5 separate regions of the Mus musculus genome follow, and all the other regions are linked to region 1. The links are chromatin contacts, called in public targeted proximity ligation maps. All regions are on one chromosome and are shown on one strand. The core of a region is the stretch at or near the end of the contact, and the rest is flanking DNA. Distances in the headings are between cores, read along the strand shown. Region 1 holds the start of Lrp5 (low density lipoprotein receptor-related protein 5). Region 2 holds the start of Tmem134 (transmembrane protein 134). Region 3 holds the start of Ighmbp2 (immunoglobulin mu binding protein 2). Region 4 has its middle 6.7 kb from the start of Ndufv1. Region 5 holds the start of Nudt8 (nudix (nucleoside diphosphate linked moiety X)-type motif 8).

Region 1 (2,844 bases), core at 101-2,600:
TGTAAACATGATCCCGAGGGAGACAAATTTAGGGGGAGACTCCCCAAGAGCCCTCTGGCTGAGCTTGAGAGCTCCAAGACTGGATGAAGCCAGCTCCCCTCGACCCCTCCCCCCAAACATAGGTGGAAGAGACTGCAGCCCAGGGAATCTGAGCACAGAGCCAGGCCCAGCCACCTCCCTCAAGTGTCTACCCTGGAAATACACAGGGGGACAGCTGTTCGCCTTAATAAGGCCCAGACAAAGGGACCTGAGGTTGTCCCCTACCCCGCCCCAAACTGCCATCACCACCACCCGGGAGTTCAAGAGTATCTGCCGGACCCTTGGACAGCCACACTCCAGAAAAACAAAACACAAACACCCGAAAACAATGATTTAGGTGGCAAGAGCCTTGCTTTAAAAACCACATGGCAATCTCCGAATTAAAAGAACATGTGTAGCGTTTCCAACTGCTTCGTTTCTCGAGAGTCCTCCTGACCTCAGCTCCACCCCTCAGGACACACCAAAAAAAAGTTAGAAAGTTCCCGAGCGGGCCACTTCCCTAAAGGTGGGTCCAACTGAGGCAGAACCATACCTCCCCACACCAAGGCACCCACGCAACCGATCTCGGGGCTGGGCACTGGTCAGCGGGGCTGGGTGCCTGGCCACCGCTTGGGGGCCCGAGCGGTCAGATGGGTCACTGGGGTCACGGGGACACCTGGCAGGTGTCAGTCGGTTTGGAAGGCTGACAGCCCACGCAGGTCAAAGCGACAGCAGCCCAGGGCCAGGCCGCCCCGCGCAGGGCTCTCCGAACTTCCTAGCTAGCAACTTCTGGCACTTCCCAGGGCTCGGTAGGCCGGCCGCCGCAAGCAGGCTCGCGAAAAGTTTTCCCAGTAGTTCGCGATAGGCCAGGCCTGTCCCGGGCCATCGCGATGCCCGTGGGCGCACTCCTGAGCGCGCCCGGCGTCCCGAGCCTTGGGCAGGTGAGGGCCCGCCCGCGCCGCACCTGGCGGGCTCGGTCCCCAGGGAGGGGCCCCGGCGGGAGAGACAAAGGGCCCGCGCGAGGTCCCCCGGCGCGTGGTCCCCCGGAGCGCGCTCCAACTCGTCCGCAACTTGCAAAGTGGCTGCTTGCGGCCCCGGCCATTGTCCCCCGCGCCCACCTTACCCGCGGCGGGGACCAAGCTGCAGTACAGCACCAGCAGCAGCAGCGGCGGCGGCGGCGGCGGAGGGGCCCGGGTCGGCGCCGTTTCCATGTCGTCCGGCGGCCGGGAGCGCCGCGCGCTCACTCGGGCTCCATGGCGCGCGCGGCGGCGGTGGATCCTCGCGGCTCCCGGCGCCTCTTGCTCCCGCCTCGGGCGCCGCGGCCCAAGACGACGCGGGAGGAGGGAGCGGAAGCCGAGCCGGTCTCCGCCCCCCGCGCCGCCCGCGCCCCCCGCCAAGCCGCGCCCTCCTGCGGGCGCCCGGGAGCCGGGCAGGCGGGTCTCTCCGGGCCCGCGACAGGAGAGGCCGGGCAAGCAGGTGGGTCACCTGCCAAGTCTCTGTACTGACAGGTGAGGAAACTGAGGCACGTGGAAGCATGACCCACACAGTCAGGAGGCCTCAGGGCTGGAAGCCAAAGGTCTCCGAAGCCAGCTTTGGGCTCTTTCACCACAACTGTAGCCACCTGGCCCAGAGACATACCGCCCCACTTGGGATGCACGCGGGAACAGGCGCAAAAGCGGATACTGCTGGAGGAACTGGGGGCTTTTACTTTTAGATTTACTTTTTGTTGTATGTGTATGAGTGTTTGCACGCATGTATGTGCACCACATGCGGGAAGGAAACCAGAATAGGGTGTGGGGGTCCCCTGGGACTGGAGTTAGAGGTGTGAGCCACCAGGTGACTGCAGGGAACCAAACCCAGGTCTCTAAAAGAGCAGTAAGTGCTTCTAACTGCTGAGCCTTCTCTCTCCGGCAGTGCTTTCTAGAACCTCACACCTTGGGCAGGCAGGTGTAGGTGAAATCATTTCATGTCCTTAGAAAGTAAGCTAATGGCAGTGTCCACCTTGCAAGGTAGAGAGGAAGGACAGAAGCTGAGGTGGTCAGGAGGGTGCCTCTGCCCTCCTGTGGTTTATGCTAGGAAGAGACAAAAATAAGAGCCCAAACAAAGGAGTGAGTAGCCGGGAAAGTGACATGGCGCTCAAGTGTGTATGACTTTACTTATAAGTCTGACATGGTGTCCAGCCTCGGGAGATTGAGGCAGGAGGCTTGCCATGAGTTTGAGGCCAGCCTGGGCTACCTGCGAGACCCTGTTTAAAAAGAGTTGATAGAGCCCTTGGTTCCCTAGTGTGCACAGCTCTCCCAGCGCTGCATAAACCGGACCTGATAAACAGAAGGAGCAAAAGGCAGGTCAAGGCTGGCCAGCAAGATGGCTCCCGTTGACCTAAGTTCAACCCTAGGATCGCAGAAGAAAAGAGAACTGACTCCCCAAACTTGTCTTCTAATAGGAAAACATGAAGACCAGGGACCAGCTAGTAGGGGGAGGGGACCCACACCAGGGTTCCAAGGGTCAGGGCAGAGATTTCAATGCGGAAGCAGGCCAGTGGTTCAGGAAGAGCAGTCTCCTGGGGTGGCTGTATCCAGTCTCTGACCGGAAGAGGAGTCAGGAGGTCTCAGGGGCAGTCAGGGGACTGGGGACTAGAGCAGCTAGTGTCCTTGCTGGTTCCTTCTCACCCAAGCCCAACCCCCATCCCCCCTCCACCTTCAACACAGAGCCAAGAGCACAACCCCCTTCTCTAGCCCCACTCTCACCCATCCCCCAAGGCCTTCCTCTTTCAGCCTTGATTTTTCTGAGGCCTCCTCTCCCTGCAGCCAGGGAGCTTGTTAAATA
Region 2 (2,844 bases), core at 118-2,617, 440 kb after region 1:
ATGGTACCACGCCTACAGCTCATAGAAACAGCAAACAAGATGCATGTGGAAACCATTAGCACTGAGTGGAAAAATGGAAAAATGTAAACAACAGAATGCACTTGATACAGGAGCCCATGTTTGTACACTGCAAACACATCCATACAGAAGACAATGCCACGTAAGAGCCAGGCTGGGTTGAAACTCAGTGAGGCCAGGTCTTGGGAGAAGAAGGGGAGGGGAGGAAGATGGGGATGGAGGGAATGGGGGGGGGGGAATGAATGACCACAACTAGAGAGGAGCCTCTTTAACCATAAAATGAGAAGTTGGGTTGACTCAGTTCTTTATGGGAGATCATAAAATGTGAGGGCGGTTGGACGTGGAGGAGGGCAAACACTTTGTAAGCTAGAAAGATATGGGTTCAAATTTCAGACGTAGCACTTTGACAAACTGCCACCGATATTTACTATTATTTATACATCTATTCAGTTCCAAACACTCCTGAGCACTGAAGAGAAAGCAGTACTATAAAAGCTAAGGCAAAAAGATCAGGAATTCAAGGCCAGAGTGAGCTAAATAGGGAGCTCCTCTTCCAAGAAAACCAAAAAAAAAAAAGAAAAAAAGATAGAAGGGAATGCAGACTCAGTGCTAGAAAGATTGTTTTTTAATCACTTTAGCTGCCCCATGTATTCTGAATTGGAGAAAACAATATAAGCTCTGAGCCTCAGTGTCCACATCTGAAAAATGACAAGGACACCCCTCCATTGGAAGCTGTGGTGAGTAGGATGGAGGAACAGGTCCAAGAGTTTCTATGGCACTGGAGTGCGGACTGGAATCCAGGCTACCTCATGAGGTTTGAGCTGCTGGGCAGAGAAAGCAACCACACACACACCTCACACCCCTGGGCAGAGAAAGCAACCACACACACACACACACACACACACACACACACCACGCAACCACACACACACCTCACACCCCTGGGCAGAGAAAGCAACCACACACACACACACACACACACACCACACACACCCCGTCACACACACACACACACACACACACACACACACACCACACACACCCCGTCACACACACACACACACACACCACACACACCCCGTCCCTCCGTCCCCCCTCCTCCCCTCCCCCCTCCCTTACAAGCACAAGCTTAGATCGGTCCTGGTCACAGCCGGGGCTGTCGCTCACCAAGGGAACCTCTGGGGGGCGCCGCGAGTCCCGCTACCCGCGAGACTCTGACGCGATCCCGAAGCAACTCTGCATTCTGCTGCTCAGGCCTGCAGAGGAGGAGCGGGCAAGGGCGGGGCGGTTGTAGAGGGCAGATCTTCGCTCCCAGGGAGACGGGGCGGGCCCTGTGAGGGCGGGCCCTGTTTGGTGGGCGGGGCCGTGGCGGGCTCAAATGGCGGCGGCGCTGGGCGCCTAGGCCGGCGGGGGCCATGAGCGCCGCCCGGCCCCCAGTTTAGCATCGATGATGCCTTCGAGCTGACCCTGGAGGACGCGGGGCCTGAGCCCGAGTCCAGCGGGGTCGCCCGCTTCGGGCCGCTGCACTTCGAACGCCGGGCTCGGTTCGAGGTGGCTGATGAAGACAAGCAGTCCCGGCTACGCTACCAGGTGAACGGCCCTGCTCGTCTCACCCTCTTGTCCAGGATAGGGCGGAACCCCAGGCCGGGCCCCGGAGAATTCTAACTCCGGAGCCTCTGCCTAGAGACCCCAGCGGAGCGGAAAATTGTCCCCTAGACGTGTCTGCTCATCCAGATTTATGTCCTTGCCCTCTGAGCTCTGAGTTCGGTTCCAGTGCAGCTGTGGAGAGCCGGAAACTCGGACTAGGAACCCAGGCCTTAGCAACAGTGTAGAACCCACCTGTCTTGAAGACTGACACCCCAATATCACTCCGAGGAGTTTGGGGAGTACTTCCAATCTGAACCAGACCTTGTCGATATTTACAGCATCCCTTGAGCCCCAGATCACGTGACCTATGGAGCCTCCGCATCCCCTCTGCTTTGAGAATCACCCTAAAAGTGGAGGTCCCCACACATGATGTGTTTGCCCATCTCTTCATACTAAACCACACCATAAATCATTGTCTCAGGTAGCTTCCCCCAACCCTATCGTTCTTTAGGACGTAAGACCCAGAGGCCTGTGCTATGCTATACCAAATCCAAAGTCTCTATGTTGGGTCCCTGAAAAATCCTGAGAGCCTCATTTGAGTGGTCACCTGCTCCTGGGATCCATGCTGGCAGCCCACCCCTGCTGGATTCTGTGCTGAAGCCCCCAACAGCCACCTACTTCCTACCCAGGTTTTGGTTTCTGAATCATCAAACCGGTTCCGCTGGGAGGGCAGGGAGAGGCAGGAGAGCAGCTGCCAGATGTGCCAGGCAGAAGCTGTCAGGCTGCCTTTCTCCTCCCCCCAGAGGGCAGTGGAAAGGCCCATTCCTGAAGCTTATCTGAACCTTATGTCCTGTAACAGAACCTGGAAAATGATGAGGACGGAGCCCAGGCCTCTCCGGAGCCGGATGGGGGAGTCAGCACCAGGTCAGGGCCAGGTGGGGACCCACCCTTCTTATCCCAGGCCCCGTGTCTCAGGCTCCTGTCTGCAAGGACCTGCCCAGTCCCAACCAGATGCACTTACCTGTCTTACAGGGATTCCTAGCCCTGCTTCTCTCATGGGATCTGCTGTCCAGCTGGGTCACCTTACCCCAGTGCCCCGGTCCTCCACCTTATCAATGCCAGGCTTTCTGTCTTCTAGGAATCCTCAGTTTAATCCAGTCCCCACCCTCTTTCATTCCTCTTAACACACACTCTATTCTGTAATTCCTTTTCACCCCCTACCCTTGACCTCCTTCTGGA
Region 3 (2,844 bases), core at 127-2,626, 400 kb before region 1:
AGAAAGGAGTTCTGCTTATAGGCATTACGTATGCCCCAAAAGAACTCCGGATCCACTCTACTCCAATCCTACCTCTCCCCCACACCCCACGGGACAGGTACTGCCTAACTTGCTCCAAGTCAGCCAACACAGAATCTTATCATGTCTCTTTGCCATCTGCCATCTGTCTTTTGGGGCCCTCCCATTTATACCTGACTCTCTCTCTGCTTCTTACCACCAACACCCTAAGTGTGGTTCAAGGTCCCAGTTTGGCTTAAAGCATATCGCTTCATTCTCACAGCAAGCACATGGTGTGGGAATCACATGCCTTCACAGACATGTATGGGAAGGCCTAGTACACAATTCCATAGTCACACAGCCACAACAGCAAAACCTCTCCCTCATCATGACTGACAGACTCTCAGTCAACCAATCTACAGATTACACATCTGTAATCTCACAGACTGACTTCACGTCCTGCCTCCACGTGGGTTACCCTGGGTCAGTTACTTCGCCAGCCTTTGTCTATCCTTAGGGAAATGCATTACAGGAACTGCACTGTGGGATAGAGAAGTGGTGGCTCTGTCTGTTGCAGGCCTGTAGATATTCTCCTGAAACAACATGGCTCTTCAGGAATGCTCAGGCACCATACATGACATAGGCTTCATTAACTTTCCTCTAGGAAGCTGCTCTCTGGCACACCCCACTCCCTGGATCCCGAAGAAAACTTGTCCCACTCCCCATCTAGCACTGACCATCCTGTTAAGTCTCTCTCTTTCTTTCTTTCTTTCTTTCTTTCTTTCTTTCTTTCTTTCTTTTTCTCTCTCTCTCTCTTTTTTTTCCCTTGGGGTGGGGGGCCTCACTACAGGGTCTCCTGTAGCCCGGGTTGACTTCAAATTGGCTACGTAGCCAAAATGTGATCTTGAACTCCCGATCCTTTTGCCTCGACGCCCCGAAGTGACGCTGCTGTGCGGTCTTCTCCTAGGGCTGTCTCTGTGTGTTAGCCATTCACCCAGCCAACACTAGACTGGCTCCAGGCGGTAACTAAGGAGAGCTACAGAGGGCCTGGGACCTGCGGCCAAACTTACCTGCGCTCCTCCACCTCGGCGTCCCGCTCCAGCTCCAGCAGCTGTAGCTGCTGGGCCACGAAACTCTCCACGGTGGACGAGGCCATCTGCTCCGCGATGCAGCCCCTGACTGATGCTTCCTGCTCGGCCAGTTTAGTCCTGTGGGACCCGAGTTCCAGTCGGACCGTGTTCCCCACTGGACCAGAATCCGCAAAAGGCCCTGCGCTCCCAGCCAGGGCGCGGATTCCCGGCCGGTCCGTTTCCTGCGTTCCCCGCCAAGCCAGTGATTGCAGTAGGATCCCTGTTTCCCTGCTCCAGGTGTTCCCTACTGAGTTTGTGTGTTGACGCACAAGGTTCGCGCTGCTTCCGCTTCCGGTTGGGACTGTGGAAACATGGCTGCTGCCATAGCGGCCTCGGCATTGCCGGGCGCCTTCGGGCGGCTGGTGTCTGTGTGTAGCCGTAGCATCTTGGCATCCCAGGGATCCGGATCAGGTGAGACCAGGGAGGCCTGGTGAGGGAAGAAGCTAGCGGTGCTTCCGCCGTCTGCCGCCCGTGTGTCTGAGTCCACCTTGGCTCCTGGTGTGTTGGTTATGAGAGTCGTGAATATGGCACAGGGTTTGGAGTACGAGAACCTGGGATGAGAACGTGGTTCCTTCCGTTCATTGCTTAATACTGAGAAGTGCTCTTAAACTTAAGTGTAGGTCCTATAGTACAGGGACACAAATGGGTGTAGACAAATGACCTACCCAGGGTCATACAATGGGGATGTAAAGAAAGCGAGTTAGAAGCTGCTAAGTAGAGCATGGGTGTGGACAGTTGTCCTCGGGCTGCTAGCCACCCTCGGATCAGGAAAAAAAAAAATGACGTTGAAGAAAGGAGTGAGTGATTTTAATGTTAGTCTATCTTGAAACATAACAAGTAATGTGCCCTTAGTTTTGTTGACCCAGACCTTTTAGTTTGTGTATGTGTTATGTGTATGTATGTGTGCAGGTGGGTGTACATGCCCGTGTGGAGACCAGATGATGATGTCAGGTGGACACTGTTGTGTTCGACCTTTTCAGTTTCTTTCTTTATTTTTTTTTAAGACTTATTGTGATGTTTGTTTCGGGGGGGGGGGGGGAGGGTCCTTTCTGTGCATTTAAGTGAAGGTGCCTTTGGAGTCCAGAAGAGGGGGTCAGATGTTAATCCATAGATGATAGGAGAAAGGCCACCAACTCAAATCATCGTAGCCAAATTAATTAAAGCAAGCTTTTTCACTTGGGTATGCAGGCTGCCTCCACCTAAGACAGGGTTCAGGAGGTCAGCATTGGACACCCCTGAAATCAGGGTTTCTATAGTTCAGGGATAGGAGGTTTCCAAATGGGGGTGAAGCAGAACATAAGCGTAACCGGTTGGTCACAATAACCTTCTGAAACAAAAGTGCAGTTGCAAGGTAGTCGTAACAACAGGTTGTAATAATAACTTTGAAACAAAGGCATAGTTGCCGTTTTCCGGGACAGGTGGTATAAACCCATTTGTAGTTAAGGTGTGGCATAACCCAATCCTTGAGAAACAGATTTAATCATAAACAGAAATGAATCTACTTTTTCTCTACTATAAGATGGCTTTCCAGCTTAAGATAGAAGTATGCTGGTTTATCACAGATCCCTGGAGCTAGAGATGCAGACACTTGAGGCCTTCCATGTGGGTGCTGGGAACCAAACTTTATCTTCTACACGAACGGCAGCTACTCTTCCACTGACCTATTTCTCCAACCCCTCTCCACCTTATTTCTAAAGGTTTCTCAGTGAATCTGGAG
Region 4 (2,844 bases), core at 118-2,617, 330 kb after region 1:
TTTGGTGACTGGCACCTGAGATGATGGAGTAACTTTCCTTCTTAATCTGTGCTTAATCACCTCGCTCCCGTTCCCATCAAGTAAACGATTGTTGCCTTAAGGGTGACACCTGGCGAAGCTGCTGAGAGCAGAATCTGAACTCAGTCAGGTTTAATCCTCTGCCCTTCTGTTGACATGCTCTGTGGTGCTTTGATCAAGTTCCTTGACCTCTCTGTGCCCAAGGTGTGGCTGCATTCATTAAACGTTTTCATCTGTAAAACTTTAGAACAGGAATTAACACAGTATATGTACAGACCTGTCTGCTGCGCCCTCCCTTCTTTCCTTTTTTTTTTCTTCTTTTTCTTTTTTTTTTTTTTTTTTTTTTTTTTTTTTTTTTGCTGTTTTGTGACAGGGTTTCTTGGGGCCCAGGCTGGCCTCAAACTTGATATGTAGCCCAGGATGACCCTGAACTCCTGATTTTCTGCCTTCTGAGTGCTGGGATTACAGGAATGCCTCCCCACACCTAGCGGGTTGTTTGTTTGTTTGTTTGCTTGCTTGTTTGTTTTAAGACAGGGTCTCACTATATCCTGGAACTCACTGGAGTGACAAGTGACTAGACAGGGTGGCCTCAAACTCAGAGATCTGCCTGCTTCTGCCTCCCAAGTGCTGGGATCTCACTCAGCTCTGGCTAAGTCATAGCTAAGTTTCATTTCCAGCCTAGATAATATGAATCAGACACAGATGGGACGCAACTGCAGGAGTCCAGCACACGGCTGAAACAAGCTCTTCCCCTGTGAAGGAAGTGGGCAGAGAGCCAGCACCCGGCCCACGGCCAGCCCAGTCCTGTGTGCTCACCTGCTGTGTGGCTTACTCTCTCTTTGTCTTCAAAGACTAAGCACTAGTGTCTTCTTCCTCTGGGAGAGCAGTCCCGTGCGTCCTTGACGGCTGTGTGGGATGGCAGATACAGGAGGTGTCTAGACACCCCTTGGAAGCTGTAACAAATGTGAACTGAATCGCCCTACTCCAAAGAATCCAGTTTTTAGAATGGCCTTGGTTTGTAACTCAGCAGTTCTCAACCTGTGGGTCATGACCCCCTTAGGAAGTTGAACAACCCTTGCACAGTGGTCGGATATCCTGCAGTCAGGCACTTAGGTTACAACTCACAGTAATAGCAAAGTCACAGTTACGAAGTGGCAATGAAATAATACAGTGGTTGGGGTCACCACAACATGAAGAACTGTATGTATTGAAGAGTCTCAGCATTGGGAAGGTTGAGAACCACTGAGCGTGAGAAAAAGAAAATAGCCTGCCCGGCTCTTCTCTGTGGCCAGACACAGACTGAGCCGCTCAGCTCCTCTGCATCTTCGCCTCTGGAGGTCACTGTTTACCGCCTAAAGGCGATTTCTTCCCATGGCAAACTCTAAAAGCTAGGAGGAGGAGCCTCAGTTGTTGGCACTGGGTCATGAGGCCCTGGCTAGTATTTAAAGCCCTTTTTCTTGCACGATTTTGTCTATGAGCCCTGGAGTCAGCCAATATTTCAGATGCTCAGGAATTTAACTGTGATGACTATTGCACGTAGATGTGGCTTTCCAAGCCTACAGTCAGTGCAAACTCTACCTAAGGCTCACCATAACTTCTCATAGAACTGAGAATTTGATAGTAAAATGCGTATGGAACAACAAAGAGCCAAGAACGGCCAAGATGTTTCTTTTCCAACGCTGAAGGGGGAACCCAGGGCCTGGTGCATGCTATACAAGCCTTCTATCACTGATCTATGCCCCTAGTCCCTCCATGGTGGCTCCTCTGTGTACCACTGAGTCAAGCCTCCAGTGATAGCCAGGCTGACCTTGAATATGGAGTTTTGGGATACCTGCCTTTCAGAGAGCCACGTAATCAGGCAGCTAGAGCAGCTGAGAGACAGAGAGGCAGTGGTCCTGACAGATGGGGATTCATTTTATTTTAGTTTTTTATTTGTGTGGGTGTTTAGCCTGTATGTATGTATGTATGTATGTATGTCTACCACACACATTCCTGGTGCCCGTGGAGGCCAGAAGAAAACATTAGATCCCCTGGGACTGAAGTTACAGATGGTTCTGAGCCACTATGTGCATACTGGGAATAGAACCGCAGTCCTCAGACAGTGCTCTTAACTGCTGAGCCAGCCCTCCAGCCTCGAGACTGTGTTATTTATTTATTTATTTTTCTCGAGACAGGGTTTCTCTGTGTAGCCCTGGCTGTCCTGGAACTCACTTTGTAGACCAAGCTGGCCTTGAACTCAGAAATCCACCTGCCTCTGCCTCCCGAGTGCTGGGATTAAAGGCACGCGTCACCACCGCCCGGTGGAGACTGTTATTTTTAATTGTAATTTTCTAAATGCCTGTGGCCTCAGCCTTGCCTTCTGTATTGGGAGTCCCTTCCCCCCCCACCCCCAGACTAAGGTATAGCACCATGTCAAACACATGAAATCAAAACAGATGAGATCACTCACTGGGTAAAGGCACCCACTGCCAAGCCCAAGACCTGACTCCAATCCCTAAAACTCACTTACTTGGAGGGGCTATCCTTTTCATGTAGCCCAGGCTGGCCTCACACTCACTGTGTAGCTGGAGACGACTTTGAGGCTCTTGCTGCTTACCCCTTCAGACCACTGGGATGGCAAACGGGTACCCACACTTGAACTTATGTGGTACTGGGAAGCCAGAGTCTCGTGCACACTAGGCAAGGACTCTGTCACACCCTAGCCCGCAATGTCATTCTTCACCCTGACCTTGAAACAGGTTCTCATCATGTGCCCTGAATGAGGTCTTGGATTGACAGATATCTGTTCTGCCTCCCCAATGCAACACCACACCTGGCTTGGGTGCT
Region 5 (2,844 bases), core at 242-2,741, 310 kb after region 1:
ATCCCCAAGCCGTGCTGGGCCCCCAAGAGCTCGGCTGGCACCTTACCCTCTCCCCAACATCAGCACGGCTGGAGATCAGGAGGACCCAACCCTCGCAGCTGGGCTGGGACTCCTGCCCACCTCTGCCTTGTGCTTGGTGTCTAATCAAGCCTCGCAGTGATGGCTGAGTGCTGTGGAAGCCCGTTTCCCCTGTGCCCCACCTCTCCTTCCCTCCTCTGTAAGACATCTCCTAAGGCGAGCAGCACAACTGGAAGCTCTACAGCAGTGGGTTCCTGCCTCAAAGTCAGTCTGGGGCCTGCCAGCCTTGGAATCAGGCCTACTTCCTACTCAAAAGCCCTGAATCATGCCCTGCTGCCTCGAGGATGCCTCCTCTAAATCCTGCTTCGAATGTCCTTCCCCCACATTAAACTGCTTGGCAACAGCAGTCACAGTACTTCTGTCCACAGGAACTCCCAGACCAGACAATCCCATCACCTTTATAAGTCTCCAAAAGCTGTACCCAGAGCACAGGGTGATGATAACTGGCTACACCAGCAAGGCTGCGGTTAACCTGGTGTGTCCCCTATTTTGTGCACCCATATAAGGATGGAAGCAGCTCAGAGAGGTTTCGGCTCACAGTCACACAGCAAAGTACAGCTGACACTCATCATTCTATTTAAATGCGATGCTCTAAGGCTGGTTCTGAGAGCCGGGGGTCATCGAAGTGTGCCTAATATGATAGATAGGGATCACACAGGCCAAGGTAGGGATGGGTGTATACTTGGAGAACTAGAGGTAAAAGGCCAGGTTGAAGTCCTCTCGGTAGTCTGGTGGAATAAGGCTGAGGGAGGCGCGTACTCTTCGTTCTCTTGGAGTGGGCGCCCAGAGGCACCTGATGACTCCGACTGTGCTCCGACCCAGAGCTCTTCCTGTGAGACGTTCTGGAAAGCACGGACACCCAGGAGACGAGAGAAAAGGGGCCCAGAAGATCTTCAGCAGCCAGACATCCCAACTCCCGAACCCGAAGTCAGGACCCATTCAATTCAGGTTACTCAAGCGTTCCGGAGACACAGAGTCCAAACCAACTGTGCCACAGATAGGGAAGTCCCTGGAAAGAAACTCAAGCGAAGCTGGCCGGCTTTTCCGGACACGCCTTCCATCAGCTCTAAGCCAGGTCTTTCCTTTAGGTGGCGCTCTGGTCCCTGTACACAAAACCGCTTCTGCCCTCATCTAGCAAACTCCGCCCCAGATGCCCTCTGTCGCCCAATAGCAGCAAAACCCGCCTTAAGCCACACCCCCGAGGTCTCCGAGGATCTGCATCAGCAGGCCTCGTCTGGAACGCCTCCGAGGTTTCAGCAGCCACTGCCTTGTCCATCTCGGAGGCTCTACCTGGGCAGGCTCCGTACCGCCGGCGTCCGAGGCTTTGCAAGGGCAGTCCCAGGCCTGTCCGCCTCTCATACCGGGCTCCGGGAAGCCACGCCTCCTTCCGGCTCCCACTTAGGTCCCCGCCCCGCGCTGGAGCTTGCGCGCTGCGGCGTTCCCTCCCTAGCGGGCTGATCCCCCACTGTGTCCCGGACGTCTGGGACATGCTGCCTGATGGCCTGTCCGCGGAGGACGAGCAGCGCTGCCGGCAGCTGCTAGCACGGACCACTGCCCGGTTACGCTCGCGGCCCGCAGCGGCCGCAGTGCTTGTGCCGCTGTGCCTCGTGCGCGGGGTCCCCGCGTTGCTCTACACGCTGCGTTCTAGTCGCCTGGTTGGGAGACACAAAGGGGAAGTCAGGTACGCCGGCCTTGCCGGCGCACTACCTGTGGCCCGCATACCCCTCTGAATTTTTCCCTTCATAAACAGGACTCTGCCCCTTACCGTAGACTGGAGAGAGGAGATCCGGGGCTCCCCTTCTTTGGCTTCGCCCTCAGCAGAAGTTGAGAACACCCGGGGACGATATCTGCACCACTGGGACACCATAGGCAGACATGGGGTGTCTGAGCCCTAGCATAGTCTTAGCCAGCTGCCAGACCCTCATGTCGTAATCTATATCACAGTGCCTGTCCCCCTTACTCTAATGGCACAGAGAGCTAAACTGCCTCCTGACGACCTGTGGTCCCAAGATTCCCTCTGCCCATTTAGTTTCCCAGGCGGTAAGTGTGATCCCGACGACCAAGATGTAATACATACGGCCCTTCGGGAGACTCAGGAGGAGCTGGGCCTAGAGGTGCCCAAGGAGCACGTGTGGGGTGTCCTGCAGCCAGTGTATGACCGGGTGAGCCACCCTCATCCTATCACAATCAGTAACCCTAGTGGCCGGGGAAGCCAGCCCCGCTCAGTCCAGGACAGGGTCCAGGAAGGCTTGCAGGGTAGGCTGCATCCCTCTAGGCTTGAGTGGCAAGTGGGAGGTTTCCTGGCGGTATACAGGTAAGGGGAACCTGTGAGGCAGCATGGCAAGAAACCAAGGACCGGAACTGGAGGGCTTCACCATGATTACCCAAGACACCCGGATGGCAGGGTAGGGTCTGCTTCCTAAGTTTGCTCCTTCTGACTCTTCACCCTTCTCCTACCCAGGAAAAGGCAACCATAGTCCCAGTACTTGCCAACGTGGGCCCACTGGATCTGCAGAGCCTTAGGCCCAACCTTGAGGAGGTGAATGGTGACTACTGGGGAGTTGGGCTGTCCTAACAGGGGACTCACAGGCAGTCCTCTGTCCACCCTCTTTCTGTTTCTTGCCTACAGGTGGATGAAGTATTTGAGATGTCTCTGGCCCACTTGCTGCAGACACAGAACCAGGGGTATACCCACTTCTGCCAGGGTGGCCACTTCAGCTACACACTGCCTGTCTTCTTGCATGGACCACACCGTGTCTGGGGCCT

Evidence for each region.
Region 2: a targeted proximity ligation map of pancreatic cancer cells shows a contact between it and region 1. A contact is called at or near these places in 2 of 39 promoter capture datasets (cranial neural crest and frontonasal cranial neural crest), 2 of 130 datasets of targeted methods (microglia and pancreatic cancer cells) and 1 of 9 other capture datasets (adipose tissue).
Region 3: a targeted proximity ligation map of pancreatic cancer cells shows a contact between it and region 1. A contact is called at or near these places in 2 of 39 promoter capture datasets (hippocampal neurons and pre-B cells) and 3 of 130 datasets of targeted methods (the 230-238 cell line, bone marrow-derived macrophages and pancreatic cancer cells).
Region 4: a contact with region 1 is called in a targeted proximity ligation map of pancreatic cancer cells. A contact is called at or near these places in 2 of 39 promoter capture datasets (cranial neural crest and pre-B cells) and 2 of 130 datasets of targeted methods (pancreatic cancer cells and pro-B cells).
Region 5: a contact with region 1 is called in a targeted proximity ligation map of epiblast stem cells. A contact is called at or near these places in 3 of 39 promoter capture datasets (cranial neural crest, maxillary cranial neural crest and neural stem cells), 6 of 130 datasets of targeted methods (the NIH/3T3 cell line, the SCID.adh cell line, double positive thymocytes and 3 more) and 1 of 9 other capture datasets (liver).

What each region holds. Positions count from the first base shown.
Region 1 is chr19:3,685,214-3,688,057 of GRCm38.p6, forward strand. It overlaps Lrp5 (low density lipoprotein receptor-related protein 5), which reads right to left and starts at 1,351. Exons shown (of 23, transcript NM_008513.3): 1 at 1,142-1,351. The coding sequence starts at 1,229. Gm36672 (a long non-coding RNA gene) reads left to right here and starts at 1,337. Exons shown (of 4, transcript XR_388279.4): 1 at 1,337-1,526.
Region 2 is chr19:4,124,593-4,127,436 of GRCm38.p6, forward strand. Tmem134 (transmembrane protein 134) reads left to right here and starts at 1,368. Exons shown (of 8, transcript NM_001078649.1): 1 at 1,368-1,448; 2 at 1,450-1,608; 3 at 2,465-2,529. The coding sequence starts at 1,434. It also overlaps a transcript of Aip not described here.
Region 3 is chr19:3,281,634-3,284,477 of GRCm38.p6, forward strand. It overlaps Ighmbp2 (immunoglobulin mu binding protein 2), which reads right to left and starts at 1,377. Exons shown (of 15, transcript NM_009212.2): 1 at 1,068-1,377. The coding sequence starts at 1,153. Mrpl21 (mitochondrial ribosomal protein L21) reads left to right here and starts at 1,409. Exons shown (of 7, transcript NM_001347420.2): 1 at 1,409-1,538. The coding sequence starts at 1,439.
Region 4 is chr19:4,018,029-4,020,872 of GRCm38.p6, forward strand. No RefSeq gene overlaps it. Among named protein-coding and RNA genes, the nearest start is that of Ndufv1, 6.7 kb to the left of the region's middle.
Region 5 is chr19:3,999,089-4,001,932 of GRCm38.p6, forward strand. Nudt8 (nudix (nucleoside diphosphate linked moiety X)-type motif 8) reads left to right here and starts at 1,492. Exons shown (of 4, transcript NM_025529.3): 1 at 1,492-1,759; 2 at 2,108-2,240; 3 at 2,540-2,617; 4 at 2,708-2,844. The coding sequence starts at 1,566. It overlaps Tbx10 (T-box 10), which reads left to right. Exons shown (of 8, transcript NM_001001320.1): 8 at 1-424. The coding sequence ends at 160.